2 separate regions of the Zea mays genome follow, and region 1 is linked to region 2. Evidence: chromatin contacts called from public Hi-C data. All regions are on one chromosome and are shown on one strand. The core of a region is the stretch at or near the end of the contact, and the rest is flanking DNA. Distances in the headings are between cores, read along the strand shown.

Region 1 (4,389 bases), core at 1,273-3,772, 740 kb after region 2:
ACAGCTTGTGCTACAACCTATAGGAAAATGATTCACTTGAAGTCCATTATGGAAGAGCTAGAGAAGTTTATTATTCTTTTCTTCTCTTTTATGGAGGCTACCCGGGTATATGGATATGTGGAATCATTTGTGCTCTTTAAGCAATAGCGAAATTCTGCTTGATGGTTAAAAAAAGGAAAGAGAAAGGTGTATGCTAGTCACACACCATTTTTTAACGCTTAATTGCTTGGTCAGTTTGGTGATACAATGTATCTCATAGCTGTCATATGAATTTGATTTACCAATATGCTATTTACTCAACATTTATCTGGATGAAGCACTCTCTCTAAAAGTTTACATTCTCAATAGTGTGCAGCAAACATGTCTGTTCTTTTCATGAGTTATTAGCCATCCTCATGTTTTAGGGTTTAGGGTAATCACTCCATTTGGTTCTATTTTGCAGATGTTTCTAGATGTCTAGCATTACACATTTTAGTTTGATCTAGAATGTTATGTCTCATGTTGATAACGTGCACTGATCAACATCCATGTTTCTACAGAATATATAAGAGGATCCATCTATTACTCCATTAGTACATATATTACTCCATTAGTACACGCAATTACATGTTCTGAACCCTAATAGTTGTAATGTATGTTCATCATTTTATTGAACCGCAGTGGACAGGCCAGGCAGAACTGGTTGAAGAATGTGTAATGAACCTGCAACATTAAGGATCCCTGTTAAGGTCCTATTTGATTCAGTTGTTGCTTATTCCATGGATGAAATTGACATGGTATTTATTGGTGTATAAAATTCAATCAACAATATCATACCTTAAATAATTATTGGTGTGTGAATTGAGATATTCATTTGAGTACTAACCTGTCTTTTTTTGTCTCGTTAAGGTATGGCCAAGGTGCTAATACCCTATCTTCCGTACCATGTGCGTGCTTGTTCACTTCTGAAGTATCTTGGTCAGGAGGACATAGGAGCACTCTTTTTCCCTTCACCCTCAATTGTGCTCATCTCAACAGCGATAATTATTGTCCGAGCAACAACATATTTACTGCCACCAGTGTCTGCCATGCATGGTGTTCATACTGCAGTTGAGCAGGGTAGCATTATGTACGAATCTTCTTTTAGAATGCAGAAAACACTGCTTACCAAAGCATTTCTTCCCTCATCTTTATGTAATCCAACCAGCCTTTCGCACAGGCAGCAGATTTGGTCGCTGTTCGTCAGACGTCAAGGACCCCAGCGAGGAGTCACAACTGCTGGACGCCGACACCGACACAGAGGAGGATGCAGACGCGGACGATAGCGGCGTCGATAAGAACGTTGGGCATGGGTGCGAGAGCCTGATAACCTCCCATGCCGCCGTAGGTGGCTGTTTGTTCCCGTAGATGCCCTTGGCTCGCTCAAGCGTGGCCGGTGACCGGGCGCAGAGGGCGATGGGCGGTGCTCTCTGCCTCCGTCACCATTTCTCCATGCCCCAACGATATGGGAGTCGGAGCTAGGGTTTCATCTAGGAGGCCACGGCGGGGGCCGAGCTCACCGGGGAAGTCGTGCGGCGAGAATCGGATGCAAACAGAGACAGAGGGTGAGGGTTTAGGGTTTGATCAATGGATGTGGTCGGGGAAGGGATGGGGCGGGAGGGTGCCCACCTATGTAGACACGGCACGCCGGCGCTGGGGCCGAGCGATGGCGCGCCAATGCGTCGGGAGGCGGGCCCACGGGGTTGGAGCTAGGGCGGGACGAGAGGGGTTGGATGGCGCCCACCTCTGCAGGCACGGCGCGCCGGTGCATCGAGAGGCGGGCTCGGGGGAGCAGGCGTGAGGTGCACCGGGGGAGGCGGCATCAGGTTTGGCAATCTGACATGCCCTCCTCTTGGCCCCATCCTCCTCGCCCCTCACCGGCCCCGTGGGCTCATCGTCTCTCTCCCATAGGAGGATGACATCATCGAATCCAGCAGCTGCGAACTGGAGGTCGGGTCGCGCCCAGCCACAGTCGAGCAGATCGTCGTGGCGTTCGAGTGGGCGCTAGCCGTGGCAGCGGAAGTGGAGGCGGAGGGATCATCGTTGTTGGAGGCGAGGCCGAGGTGGTGGAGATGCAGTCAATGGACGTGGTCGGGGATGGGACGAGGGCCAAAGCTGCGGCGAGACGTGAGGGTCGGAGACTCGGAGGGCGTCGTGAGGCGGGTTCGGGGGAGCAGGCACAAGTGCGCGCGGGAGATGCGGTGAGAGAGAGAGGAGGCGAGCGGTCGAGTGGGCGGTTCCGTGGAGGACGCGCTGCACAGCTTGAGCCCGTGGCAGTCGGACGGTATAGATTGATCCGAGACAGTCCGTGCGAGTCGGACGGTTGAGATCGCATAACAGCAGAACGGCAGACTACCCTTGGAGTTTTAATAAGTAGTAGAGATTTTATAATCTGAAAAGAAAAAAAATTGTTTATTCTCATTTTATGGGCCTGGCCCAACCCACGTACGGATTGGAACGCGCAATTAGACTGTGGTCAATCTTCCCCGCTAGTCCTTGTTCACCTTCTCCGGCGGCAGCCTCCAAACCACCCTCGCGCTCTACCACTCCGGTCGTGTAGCTCCCCAGCAGGCAACCACCATCGCGCACCCACCGGCCACCGCGTCTACATTTGCCAATCTCTGCTTGAAGCGTTCTGCCCACTCTTTCAACCGAGAAGTTCACTATTATCCTGCGCATGTTCCCTTTCCCCCTTTCGTCGTGGCACGCACGTTAGGAGTTCGACCGATTGCCGGAACGTCTTCCGCCGTCTTCTGCGCCATCGAAAGAGCGATGAGGTTTGTGGTGACGAAAGTTTGCAGCGGCGGAGGGAAGGCGCGGGCGGGTGCGCTCCATATAGCCGGCGCCGGCATTGGCATTGAGACGCCGGCGCTGCTGCTGTCCACTCGTAAGGGGCTGCCGGCATTCTTGTCCTGTGACCTCCTTGCCTCCTTGCCACTCCCGGACTCCCTCCTTCTCCATGTCTGTCCTACCCATTTGTAAGTCTCCTCCACCTGATCCAGTTTCCCTCCACTCTGACCGTATATGCTTTTGTTTAAAAACAAAACCCTCAAATAACTAGAACTAGCCCCTCTTGGTTGGAACCGTACGGTCATGTTCTTGTGAGTTGTAGCCATTTAACTGAAAGAGTTTGATCACCTTTCCTTTATTTTCTCAGTATAGAAGGCCCTCCAGTGAAGACAATATCAGCTATTAGGGGTTTGCACGGTATGCTGGGTTTACCTGATCACATTCTTGTAGCGGCGGCAAGCGATTCTATTGAGAGTCTGCCATCATGTGAAGCCACCAACAAATTTGGTGCCTCCTTTGAAACTCCTTCGGGTCGTAGACTGGTCGGTAACTTAGTCCTTTCATTTTTCAGCTTTCAAGGGTGCATGTTTGTTTACATATATAGATTTGATTTTTTTTTTAATTCTTTCAGGTAAAACCATCAGACTATATGGAGTTGATTTCCTGTATGAAGCCTAATATATGGGCCAGTTTGGCGGATGAGGTACCAGCTTGGGTGACTGAGAAACGAAACAAAGTCTCTGTTGACAGGACATTGCGGTGGCTTGATGCATGTATTGCTTTGGATGTGGTAGGATAAGCTGTTTTCATCAAACTGTGTTTGATGACTTTAATGTATACATCTTTCTCTACTTTTCAAAGAGTTGTCACTATTGGAATGTCTGAAATAGAGCGAAAATGAATGGCTAAGTGACACTTCTAATTTGTTATCAAATTTGCTACAAGTTTGGAGGCCTCTGGTGCAAGCTTCTTAAAATCTGCCAACTTTTTTTACAGATGGAATCAACCTCAGGCTTGCCTTCTCTTATTGTTTTTTTTACAACTCTTACTTCAGGCTTCTGGGACTAATAGTTTTGGTGTAATTGTGGGAGGATCTAGCTTAGAACAGCGAAAGCTATGTGCCACTGAAGTGTCGAAGCGGAATGTTTCAGGTTATTTTATATTTCTTTTGATATTAGTAATTTTCAGTAGTTTTATTTTGTAAGTACCCATCTCGAGGGAAGAGGGATGTACCTATGATTTTTTCTTAAGCTTGCACTAGCTCTTTAGGAATTCACTTGATGGTGATGTTTTTAATTAATTTGGGAAAAATACTGATCCTTTTGTTGCCAAATTTGGTGCAGGCTTTTGGATTGCAGGATTTGGCTTTGGAGAGAGTATTGAAGAACGTTGCACTTTGCTCAATGCCACAACAGTGAGATAAAAATGCTTTTTATTTCAAATATGAAAGTGCATTGATGATGATTTGCTGGGCTATGCTTAAAATTCTATTGCCACACTATGTTAGGGCGGCATTTACATTAAAATAATGTGCCGAATGTGAACCTGTCAAAATGAGAGAATTTTATGAAGTACCACTCC
Region 2 (5,126 bases), core at 2,048-4,547:
AGAGCCCCTTGTGAATGTACACGCAAGGTTATGCTGCTTGGTGCATGCTGGTATCAAGGTCTCTAGTCATGATCCATTATGGAACTACATTGATATATTATCTCCCGCAGATCTTTCCCTTGAAACAATTTCTATGTTGTTTGTCAAGGGATCAAGCAACATCTATTATCTCTGTTGGATCAAAAGGGCATACCACTTTTATGTGTGGTCTCTTTTCTTTTGATCTTGGTAGTGACTACTTATACAAGTTCCCTTTGCATCCTTTGTGTAAAGGTGAAGCCTTGAAGCTTTTTAGTGTTGAGAGACAACTGATTAGCTCTCAAAATGGAGATTGATTTTCCCTGCTACTGAGATGCAGGAGTTTGTTCATTCGCTCCCTTATTTAATCCAGGTATTCCCTCACCAAGTCAGTTCATCTCGCATGAAGAAATGAATGAACAACATGACCAAATGGATTTCTACCCAAATGAATGACTTTTTCCTAGCAAATATGAACTCTCAACCTTTGGCATACCGATGGTACTGAGAGGACCTGCTCAATGTCAAAAGTAGTTCAACAAGTTGGTTTTTACTAACTTGTAATTGCTTTGTTAACAAAGGTTGAGTTTAGATATCGTTTTATCGAGTTGTCTAAACTCACTTTGGTTCAAACCATCCTAAGGAAGTACCTGCAAGAATCAAGTCAAGTCGACTGGTAGCCATCTAATCATCACTCTAGTCGCGCCTCGACCGCCTCCCATGTGAGTATTCAACATGCGTGATTAGGCGGAGTCGCACTAGTGCATGATGAGGTGGGTTCATTGTGAAGCGAACATTTGTTGATAACCTTCACTGATGTTTCCTCGAGTCTCCATTATCATCATTGGACTTGGATTTTCTGGCTAGCCACGGGTCAACCATGATGTTGTTTGACATCCACACCCATCTCGTGTGCTATGGACTTCCAATGATGATTTATCAACGAATTTCTTTCGATGTGTTTTACCCAAGAGGTTGCAACTAATTATGTTTGGGTAAAGTCGCATATCTACCGCTCGCCCAACAGACTCAGATAGTACAGTGTCATCAGAAAAAAAGCAAACTGCACCCATGGAACCTTATGTGTTCTTCTGGCAGACATCGTCTCTACTGATAGACATCTCTAAATTAGCTTACGGCGATATATGTTATGTTCACTAGAGAAACAACCTCCTGAGACACTCGCCTTTGCTTGGAACTGCCTTATGCTATCGCTGATATAGATAGGAGTTACATGTCTCTCTACTCTTAAAAGGCCTTTCGCTCCGAATCTCGGGACGAGATTCTTTTAAGGGGAGGGTTTAACACCCCTGGTGTTTATCTCTCGTTCGACAGCGACTATGAAATTAAGCACGAGTTATTGGTGATAATAACAATCTCTTTGTCTTAATTTTCTATCCAGAATTTATATTATTCACATCTTTATCTATCCAGACTCTTTTCAAAATTTTCGCGAATTTCGGAATGTATTGTTTCAAGGGTTCGCAGGTTTTGTCGTTATTTAAAAATTAAGCAGATCGAGGTAATTAGAACCGAACCGAGTAAAATGCTTAATTCAGTTTTGAATCAGATTTGAAGTTTGCTGAAAATAATATCAACTAGCTGTTTTTGGGTTCTCATAACTTTTGATCTATAAACAGTTTGAAGGTGGACATTATAACAAGGTTGTAGAGCTATACTAGGGATACAAATTTGCTTAGGCAACCGGCCCCTAAAGCTATATGGAACTGGGAGAAACAACGGCCCAAAGATGCAATGTGCAGGTTTCGATTTCAGACTTAGTCTATGGCTGATTGAGACCTGAATTTCAGTGAAAAGTGTCAAGTTTGGAGCTCCTTGGTGATCAATCCATGATCTTTTAGGCTGTAGTTTCTGTAGCAAACCTAGAGACCAATGTTGGGGGAGTAATCTATAGTGAGGGACTTGCCCTTTAAAACGCTTAGGAATGAGAGAAAACACTGCACAAAGTTGTGCTGTCAAATAAAAGGAGTATTGACTATTATTCAGTGCCTAAGTCGGAAATCAATGTGTTTGGTTAAACTTTGGGGCTTTGTGGTGCTTGATCTATACGCTTTCGGACTGAATTTATTGTAGAAAGTTTGAAGACCATATGTTAGTGAACTATTTACTTCAAGTGAGTTGGGCTTGATCCCACACAAAAAGTGAAGTAAGCGTTGTCCAATATTGGACTGTCAGTTTGCAGAAACTGAATTTTATTCAGTCCAATGAAAACTGAAATTGCAGTGTTTGGTGCTCTGTTGGAGCACTTTTGTGACCTTTCCATCAGGTTGTAGACTATGGATTATATTGAAAAGTTGGAGACCAAGTATTAGTGACAAACTTTACTTAGGGGTGCTTAGCTTGGTGCTGCACAAAGTAGGGAGTAAATCTGTTCCAAAGTGCTTCCTGTCAGCTTCTTGTTTTCAGTTAACTGAAAACGACATTTAGTGGATTGGGTTCACTTTGAGCATGTGTAACTTTTATTCTGTGTAAATGCGGCTTTGGATTGTTGTGGTGACCTGGCAGTTCCATGGTTGGGGAGAAGATTTCATGTTTAGAAAACTTTCAGTTCCTAGAAAAGATCTAAGATAACTCGAGAAAATTCAGAGTTGGAAGAAAAGGAGAATGCTGCAATTTCAGTTTCTGTTCGATCCATTGAATGTTCAGAAATAGTTTGCTCTTCTCAGCATCGGGCTCCTGTAACTTCCAAATCTATGAACTTGTGGTCGATCTTCAGCACAACAAACTAGGAGAGCTATTGTTGGGGAGAAAATTTTATTAAACAATACACCTCTGAATTCGTTTGGAACTAGGAGAAATTTGTGCTTCAGTTTGTGCTGTCGGGTTTTGGATCTGAAACTGAACTATGTTCAGTTTAGGGGAGGGGCTCGGTTCTATACAATGGGCAGATTCAGAAAACTGAAGTCGAGTTTCATTGATTTCTAGCGAACTTTGGCGCTCTCCGTGTTGGATCCGTGAAGAATTCCATCATGGTTCTTATGCCAAAGTGAAAGAGCATCGATCAGTGTACAACTTTGATTAAGGCCGATTTACATGTTGCTTAGCGATTGTCAGAGAAAAATTCGTTTGAAATTGGGCTGTTAGGCCGGCTGGGAACTTAGGTTCAGTCGTCTGCTGTTGGGTGTTTTTTTCTCTAGTGGAGGATGTGTGATTCGGTTCTGGGAGCAGAGAAAAATCTTCATTTGTCTGTTTGCTCTCTGTTAAATCACCGTTGATCTTTCATCGACTGCCTCACTATGGCTTGGATCGTGCGTGGGTCTTGGTGTGGAGGCCGCGTGTCTGGGGACCAAGCAGCTGCTGGCACCAGCGAGTCTTTCCGTTGCGATAAACACAGACGCAACAAAACGTTCTTTCTCCCTCCTCCTGTTATCTTGTTCCTTCTCCCAGTGAAAAATCTTTATGTCCTCAAGCTCAAGCATACCGCCACCACCAGTCTCAGCCCAACGCTCTACCTCAACAACTCACCTCGTTGTTTACATTTTTGTTCTTTGGTCGTCGTCCATAGAAAAGAATCCCCATCGTCAGGTCGTTTATCTACTCCAAGCTGGCGTCTGTGATAGGGTGAGGCAGCCAGGCAGGTATGGTCTTTGGGCTCATGTTGTGCTGAATGGGGCAGGGTAGTTGTGGGGGGGGAAGCGCTCGTCTTATGCTTGTTGAGATTCGGCTGGGTGCAAGCAGCCAGGGCCTTGCAGCCAGAAATTGTTCGTCCTGTATGTTTGTGTGGAGAAGAAGTGGTGTGAGTAGAAAAGGAACAGCGAGGGGGTTGATGCTAATTTGTGTAGATGTTCGTTTTCTTTTTCAGATTTCTTCTAAGACCTGAAAAGTGCTAAGATATGAAATCAGTTTGTTGGGTTCACAAACATGAGTTCTCTATGTTAAAATATTTGTTCTAGGTTAACTGATACTTCTCTGTATAAGTTGTGTTAATGTTAAACATAATAATACTTCTTTAATCTATTACAATAAATCTAAAGCACCAACAATCATAAAATGTTATGAGCACCTAGCTTATGATGAATGGTTGAGTTGCTTCTATTCGTATCCTAAATTTAGGTGTCCGAAAGGGCTAAGCCTATGTTTCATTAAGTCTGTGGATGATTACCTAGCTTAGGCGTTTATAGGTCGTGTCTAGGGTTATTATTTTCTTGAGATTTGAGCAAGCCCGGTTAAACCGAACGAACATGATTATTGTGCTAGCGAGTCATAGGTATATAGGATTTACGTACGAAGTTTGTGATGCTTTTTAATCCTCTTCGGTATAATGATAATTAGTCGTGTGCTATTCCTGTCTATATGCATTCATGTGCATTATGCATTTCATTTAGGCACGATAATTAATCACGTGATGCGGAAGACGACCCAAGTCGACCCCAGGATAATGCAGAGATTGGACATCTCCGCAAGACGATGTTGTCAGTCGGATAAATCTGAAGATGGATAATCTAAACAAGTGTGAGACCAAAAGCTGATTGCCAAGTGGACGCCACCTAACAAACACTAACGTAGTGTTTATTCCAGGCAAGCCTCGGTGCATGCAACCCCTTCCTTGTGTTTTTAAATAATTTTTACACACTTTAAGTCTAGCGAAATGTGCATTAGGTTTATAGGAGTTGCTTGGAAACCCTTTGATGCATTGTCTACCTTGATATCCATACCTTTATAGATACTTCTGATGAAGTATCAAAATATGATTTACAAAAATTCTTATCCCTGCTTAGATCTTATGGATAGAGGTTGTCCTTTGCGTTAATGCCTAGCTCAGGGGTTATCTTGAGGAAGGATGGCTTCTGCCTGCAAGAATATTTTCATTGGGAGCAATGGTGGGATCTTACTGCAAAGTTCCCTATAATGCTCTTTTCATCCTAAGGAATACAAACAATCCTAAGGATGGAAGTACTTAAATCGGGACTTGGGCTAGGAACATGTGATGTTCTACCGAGGTTGATTAAGGATTATACTTAATGTAGTCTTGATGATCGAGGATCTTTTAACCGGTCACATGCCTCGTCATGGGTAAGCTTTGCCTCGGGCAGACTAATACCAGAATAAGATAGCACACAATGGGAGTGGAGAGATGGCGAGAGTAG

Evidence for each region. Hi-C and Micro-C count contacts between places; a contact is called where the count stands out from the background.
Region 1: a Hi-C map of leaf shows a contact between it and region 2, with 5 times the contacts expected there. The contact joins the promoter of LOC100192965 here to the enhancer-like site in region 2. A contact is called at or near these places in 8 of 25 Hi-C or Micro-C datasets (bundle sheath, ear, leaf and 2 more).

The regions. Positions count from the first base shown.
Region 1 is chr1:120,678,672-120,683,060 of Zm-B73-REFERENCE-NAM-5.0, forward strand. LOC100192965 (Queuine tRNA-ribosyltransferase subunit qtrtd1) reads left to right here and starts at 2,523. Exons shown (of 10, transcript NM_001358514.1): 1 at 2,523-2,996; 2 at 3,176-3,350; 3 at 3,440-3,598; 4 at 3,863-3,959; 5 at 4,152-4,222. The coding sequence starts at 2,791.
Region 2 is chr1:119,942,489-119,947,614 of Zm-B73-REFERENCE-NAM-5.0, forward strand. No RefSeq gene overlaps it. Among protein-coding and RNA genes, the nearest start is that of LOC100382157, 89 kb to the left of the region's middle. Within about 2 kb of position 3,298, at least 5 of the 20 cell types and tissues checked have an H3K27ac peak or open chromatin away from gene starts, as enhancers often do. A contact at or near this core is called in leaf, where this site is marked.